Regions from separate parts of the Danio rerio genome. Here region 2 is linked to region 1. The links are chromatin contacts, called in public Hi-C maps. All regions are on one chromosome and are shown on one strand. The core of a region is the stretch at or near the end of the contact, and the rest is flanking DNA. Distances in the headings are between cores, read along the strand shown. Region 1 holds the start of meox1 (mesenchyme homeobox 1). Region 2 overlaps etv4 (ETS variant transcription factor 4).

The links. Hi-C and Micro-C count contacts between places; a contact is called where the count stands out from the background.
Region 2: a Hi-C map of an unstated tissue shows a contact between it and region 1, with 5 times the contacts expected there. The contact joins the enhancer-like site here to the promoter of meox1 in region 1. A contact is called at or near these places in 3 of 18 Hi-C or Micro-C datasets (caudal fin, hematopoietic stem cells and an unstated tissue).

The regions. Positions count from the first base shown.
Region 1 is chr12:29,303,245-29,306,671 of GRCz12tu, forward strand. It overlaps meox1 (mesenchyme homeobox 1), which reads left to right and starts at 1,596. Exons shown (of 3, transcript NM_001002450.2): 1 at 1,596-2,287. The coding sequence starts at 1,822.
Region 2 is chr12:29,412,839-29,416,265 of GRCz12tu, forward strand. etv4 (ETS variant transcription factor 4) reads left to right here. Exons shown (of 12, transcript NM_131425.2): 10 at 917-1,089; 11 at 2,002-2,103. All of the region lies in intron 1 of LOC141376814 (a long non-coding RNA gene), which reads right to left. Among named protein-coding and RNA genes, the nearest start is that of dhx8, 25 kb to the right of the region's middle. Within about 2 kb of position 1,728, at least 8 of the 62 cell types and tissues checked have an H3K27ac peak or open chromatin away from gene starts, as enhancers often do. A contact at or near this core is called in caudal fin, where this site is marked.

The sequences.
Region 1 (3,427 bases), core at 346-2,845:
CTTATTGGGTTTTACAGAATGTAATTGGTTTGAGTTCTCTTCATTTATTGGCTTTTACAGTGCTCATATTGCTTTGTTTACTCAAGTGAATTAACTTCAAGGTACTCATTAGGATTAGTTTTTTTTAACTTAAATGGTTTGTTGCAATCGATTTCCTCAAACGGTTTGAGTTCCTCTAACTTACTGGGTTTTACAGTGCAGCAGTGTTTGTTTTTGAAATGAGCTAAACAATGCTGTTTTGAACTTTGTTCATCAAATAATTCTAAAGATTCTAAAATTAGTCAATTATAGTCAATCAATTACAGAAAAAAATATAAAAGTGCTATTTTAAATTGTAATATCTCACAATTGTACTGATTTCACTGTATTTTCAAGCAAGTTTCCGGGGAGAGAATAAAACAACTCATAGATTTATATTAAGAAAATACAAATAAATACAAGTTAATAAATTAAAAATATAAATGACTAACCCCAAACTGTACATTTATTCAAACTACATTTTATAAAACATATAATAAATCTGTACACAACACACTGCTACACTGTAAAACCCAACAGTCAACTTCATCAAATGAAATGAGTATAGTCAATTTACTGAGTCAATTGTACTTATTTGAAAAGAGTTTTGAACTCAGTGTTGAAGGTAATGAGTTAATTAAATACCTCATTACTTCAACTTTAATGGAGCAAGTTCACAGTACTCATATAGATTAGTTTATTAACTCAAATGGTTTGTTGCAATCGGTTTCCTCAAATGGTTTGAGTTTGGCATTGGCAAATGGTTTGACTTAATTGGTTGGGTTTTACAGTGCTCGGTTTGTTTGAGTTCTCTTCATTTATTGGGTTTTACTGTGCTCAAATTGCTTAATTTACTCAAATTAGTATTAGTTTTTGAACTTAGGGTTTGTTGCAATCAGTTTCCTCAAATAATTTGAGTTACCTTTTCTTTTTGGGTTTTACAGTGTATGTGCAACACTGTAATTGTTGGTATACATTTGTTTGTAAAATAAGACATATTTCTTATGAATTATTTAATCAATTAAGATGCTAATGAGTATTTAAACTAATCTGGTGTCAAAACAAATTAGAGCATGTTTGTGTGTTTGTTCCCCTATAGAGCTTGTGTGCGCAAGAGGTGTGGAAGAAATCACTACTTAAATCAGGCCTTTCTAACAAGTGTGAGAGAAACTCCACTCCACACATCCATAACACAAACCGCAGAGCACCAGCGTAAAAGAAAGGCACAACTAAAAACGAGCAAATTCCCCCCCAAAAAAAAATAAATAAAACCATTGAAAAAAAAGTGAAAATAAGTGTTCTGGGGATATAGATGCAGAAAAAGAGAATCCGGTCAACTTTCCTGTGTGGGTGTTCATTTGATATTTTACAGACAATGTTCCTTTAAAAAGCCAGCACCTGGAAATCCCATTAGATGTGCATATAAAATCCCCCATGATTAATAGTATATGAGGCAGGGCTGGGTTTTGGGGGGCACCAACATGTGGAACCCAGGACTCCTCCTCTGCAAGCTCACGTTACACTCCATAAACTTGCTACTCTTTCCCACCTAAGCGTTTAAAAAGGAGGAGGGATCGCTTGTCAGGAATGTCTCCGAGCTGTGAAAAGAGTGTGTAGAGCTGCGAGTGGATGTAGTGGGTCAGCCTGCACACCAAATGAGAGACTGAGAGCTGATGTGTTATGCCAAGGAAAGGCCGCATCAGGAAGGTCTTTGATTTCCTAGTTGTTCTGCAAAGGAGGCACATGCTGAAGTGGATATTTCCCAACAAGCTGCATCCTTAAGGACTCCACTAATTCTTCAGTATGGAACAGTCAGCCAGCAGTTGCATGCGGAGCCCTCATACGGGTGGCGCTTTATGGGGATGCGTCAGGAGTCCTCATTCAGGTGGCTCCGGAGCCGGGATTCAGCCTTACCAGCAGGCCCCGTTTGCTCTGCACCAGAAGCATGACTTCCTGGCCTACACAGACTTCTCCAGCTCCTGCCTGGTGCCAGCGCCACATGCGTACCCTCGGGAGGACAGACTCTATCCGGAGACGCACAGCGGGTACCAGAGGACAGAGTGGCAGTTCTCTCCATGCGAGCCCAGAGGCAGAGGGCAAGAGCCGTGCCAGGGGGCGGCTGAGGCAGTGGGAGCTGAAATGGACAGTGCAGGGGGAGACAGGCTGGCTGGAGCAGTCACTGGGTGTCTCGAGGGAGACTATTCACCTCAAAGTGTGCCTGCAGTCGACACTGAAAAAAAAAGCTCCAAGCGGAAAAGAGAAGTCACAGGTGAGTCACTGTAGGCAAGAACAAATGAGATATGATGACTGGAGGTATTCAGTCATAGTCATGTGGTTGTTTTTTTTTTTTTTTGAGAAATGTGCAAGTTACTTGATATCAAAAATAACATTAGTTGGTTTGAGTAGATCTGGTTGAGAACATCCTTGCTGAGGTTATAGTGAGAATGGTCAATGTTTATTCAAAAAGATTGATGTCATTTCAAACCTGAATGATATTTTTTTTTTTTGCAGAGCACTCAATTCTATCAGTCATTAATATTTCTCTATATATTTAAAGTCAATGGGGTCCTAGTGATTTTAATTTTAAGTATGTGTGTTTCACAATAATAATAATAATAATAATAATAATAATAATAATAATAATAATAATAATAATAATAATAAAATCAAATAATAATAATAGTTTTAAGGGCATCCACTGTGTAAAACATGTGCTGGGTAAGTTGGTGATTCATTTCGCTGTGTTGACCCCTAATTAATAAAGGGACTAAGCTGAAAAGAAAATGAATTAATGAATTAATAATAATGATAATAATAATAATACTAATAATGGTATATATAATAATAATAATAATAATAATAAAGCTTTTGAATGATATGAGGGTAAGTGATGATAGAACTGAATAGGATTAAGTGTCTTTAAATAAGTAATAGACTTTTATTACAGGTATTCTATTTAAAACTCCTCACAGCAAGCGTGCACTAGAAGGATGACCCTTAACATATTGTTTTCTGCATATTATTCTGCTGTTGCTTCCTTCCATTGTTGGAGGCTCTTAGGTAAAGTTCCACTTTAAAGTGTTTGCTATTGTTTTTAAATCACCTTTTTGGCGTTCTGTAATATCTGTGCCATTTTCTCAACCCAAATCGGATTTTCTACAACATTTATTTTGATTATAGAAGATCGGAAATGTTATTGATCAGATTTAATGGTGATGAATGTATTTGAGCTGGAGTTCTATGTGTAATATGTATTATTGATATAAATAAAAATTTGAAGATTCATCTAAATAGAAATTCATGCCAGCATCTTCTGTTCCTAGTATCAGAAATGTACAGAAATGATTGATCTTAAAGTTTTTATTTTTATTATAATTACCTTAATGTCACTGTACTCTCTGTATCAAAC
Region 2 (3,427 bases), core at 478-2,977, 110 kb after region 1:
TTTAAAGTTTAAACTCCATTATGAATATTTGTGACTTCAGATCAACTCCTAAACATCTATAAGCTTTAGTGAAATCACATATTTGGTTCACATTGTGGCCCTATCGCCAGCTCAACTGTGCATGATTATGATAATAATTATGGATAAACTATGTACTAGTAACTGATTTAACAAATAATTTTTCTATGACTAAAAATGTAAGCAAATTGTTAATATTAATTTCTTCTTTATTTCCACTGAATGAGCACTCTGTTTTATGTTAATGTTAATAAATGTGTAATGAGCAAAATTCACAGTGTTATGCAAACAAAAATAGCAGTATGAAAAATGTGTAGGTATTTTATTGCAAAACAAAAGGTGGCTGAACAACCAAACTGATGGCAAACTGTTCAAAACATCACTTCCTTTTTTTCGTTGTGTTGTACCCAAGACATTAGAAACAGACGTTACACTTATCATTTGATGTTGCAGCCATGTTGCCATCATTTTGCTGTACTGGTTGTTACCAGCTTACGAAAAAATAACATGCTCACAACTTCCAATCAGATAAGAGGAAATGAAAAGCAATACGGTGTTTCACAGAGAAGGTAGCATTTAAAGGTTTAAAAGCACAAACTGTTCCTTAATTTTTTTTATTTGTACGCAATCGACAAGTAGTCACAGGCGAATTAAACTTTAGTGACAAGGCAGCACTGGCCCGATCAGCCCAGTAACGATTCTGTCTACTGTTCAGAGCGTCTCTCATGCTGGCCCAGGGCCATCGGACAGTCTTTATCGTTGAGCCTTCAACTAGTTATTAGTTATCTGAGAATGGCATACCTTGGAATGTCATTATATTTGACCAATCAGCATCTAGCATTTCAGAGAGACGTGTAATAAAGGTGAACTAATGTATGATCTCTTTTGCTGTGCTTAGGTGAGGTGAAACAAGAAGGGGGCAGTGTGTTTCGTGAAGGTGCCCCCTATCAGCGTCGTGGCTCACTTCAACTATGGCAGTTCTTGGTTGCCCTTCTTGATGACCCCAGCAATGCCCACTTCATCGCATGGACGGGCCGTGGCATGGAATTCAAACTCATTGAGCCAGAGGAGGTAAACATTAGACTTTAAAAAGTTCCCAGGAAGCAGAATATGGTTTTTAACCAAAAAACAGCAATGCCAATGGATCAGTCGAAAGACTAAGAGGATGTTATGAAAATCAGATCAGCTCGATGTGGCATTTATTCAGCTTTCACAAACTACAGAGAGAATAAACAATGGGTTTCAGAGATTTGCTCGTGATCAGCTCATCAGTCCCTAGGGTCCAAGAACACATCAACACAATGCCAGTTTTCCATTAGCTGCCATGCATTATTTACCCCACTTAACAGCATAGTGAAATAAAATGGAGAATGGCTCCATTACCAAATATTACAACCTTCCATTTTGCCGGAGTCTAAGCACACCGCAGTGGTCGAGACAAGAGCGTTAACCTCCTATTGTCTGTGGTCAGTAGACGGCTAAATGGCATGACTCAGCAAACGATCATGCAGAGATGCATCCATCAGTTCTGCACAACTGTACGCATGAATCATTCATTACAACCAAAGTTTTACTATTGCGATTAGATCTCTGTCGAAGTCAAAACAAACAGTCTGTTCCTCAAATGTCAGGAGACCCACAACTATACTGACTCGAGATGGAGCAACAGTTTTGTTTTGTTTTGTTTTTTCAAGGGCCCTCAAGTTGAACCTTGAAGTTTTTGTTGAAACTTCAAAATGAAGTATTTCCTCTAGGTATGACAACTAGCATTTTGCCCTGTTCATAGTGTGGGATTTTTGGTCAGCGTTTAATGGTGATTTGGTTATATAAAAGGGAACAAACATTTTTTGTGGGGACTCGCCCTTCCTTCTCATAGTTTAGATGTCGTACAGTCAGCAGGGACCTCTTGTGTTTAGATTATGTCATTGCAATACGGTCCTTGCTTGCTCTTATGATTTGAACTGTCTTTTTTTCATACTTTAGGTGGCAAGACTCTGGGGGATGCAGAAGAACCGCCCAGCCATGAACTATGACAAACTGAGTCGCTCTTTGCGTTACTATTATGAGAAGGGAATTATGCAAAAGGTATTGCTTTATTCTAATTTCTTGGTCTTCAACACTTGTTTTTTAAACTCTCTGATTGAGATTTACATTACTCTATATTTGGGGTCCCATATACTTCAAATATAAAGACTAGAATCATTTATGTAAAAAAAGAAAGAAATTATTTAAAAAAAACTATTCAAATATAATTATAATTCAAATATAATAATATTATCTAAATTAAATATAATCCAGATCAAAATAATTTCACATTATTTTAATCAAAGAGTTGTAATTGCAGTAATAACACAATAACATGTGTCATGTGCATTACTGTTTTGTGTCAGGAGGATTAAGAAATTGTTTGAAATGTTAAAATGGAGTTCATGAACACATTTGCTTGGTTTTAAATGTTCATATTTCGACATGTCCTACACTGTCTATACTAGGTGGTTGGACAGACAATGAAATAAATGAAAAAACATAAAATCCAGGAACCAAACCAGTTTACTAATTGGCAGACAAACAATTCTTAGGAGCTGAAAATCAAAAGATACACCTTCCCTTCAAGAATGGGCAATAGTACTTGCTGGAGGGGCTGCATTTGAAAAAATGTCTTCTAAGCAAATGGACAAGCTAAACCTATAATATAAAAAAATGGCAAAAGTATTTAACCTGTTTGGAAATGGAACAGTAATAAATGAGTGAGAAATATACTGATTGTGACAGTGTTTATCCAGGTGGCAAAGAATTCTGGCCCAGATTTGGCATAAAGGTGGCACAGCAAGCATTCATCGGGCAGTCTTTTGGCAGAGGTGGCACGTCTTTAAGGCAGCACAAAATACTTGGGCCAGATATCAAATATAGTATTAGGCCCAAATGCTAATAATGGATATGTGGACCAAGAAAGTTTGGCCTGTCTTGACTCTTGACCCAGATTTAAAATATTTTTTCAATTATTTTTGAATAAAGGAAAAAAAATTCTACCAATTAAGTGGCTTTGAGAAAAAGCATGCCCATAGTGCACCTAAAGGACAATGCTTCATGGGTTATGCAGTCATGACACACCAACATATCTGGCTCAGTTCAGGCCCAGTTATGGGTTATTAACTTGGCTGAGACTTGGCTCAGATATGGTCCATGTTTGGCCCTTGTCTGGAAGCCAGACTTAGTCTAGTCATACACTGTAATTTACCGTGGCATGTGAACCAAGCAAAAGCTGATTGTGTGAGCCAGAGCTGGGCCAGAGATATTTTGCTATGTTGGATGTGATATGTTATTGACTGAACTTACCTATTCTATTCATTTTTTATTGCATTTTAATTTTCTCTTCACTATATAAAAGATGGAGGCTGTACATTTATTT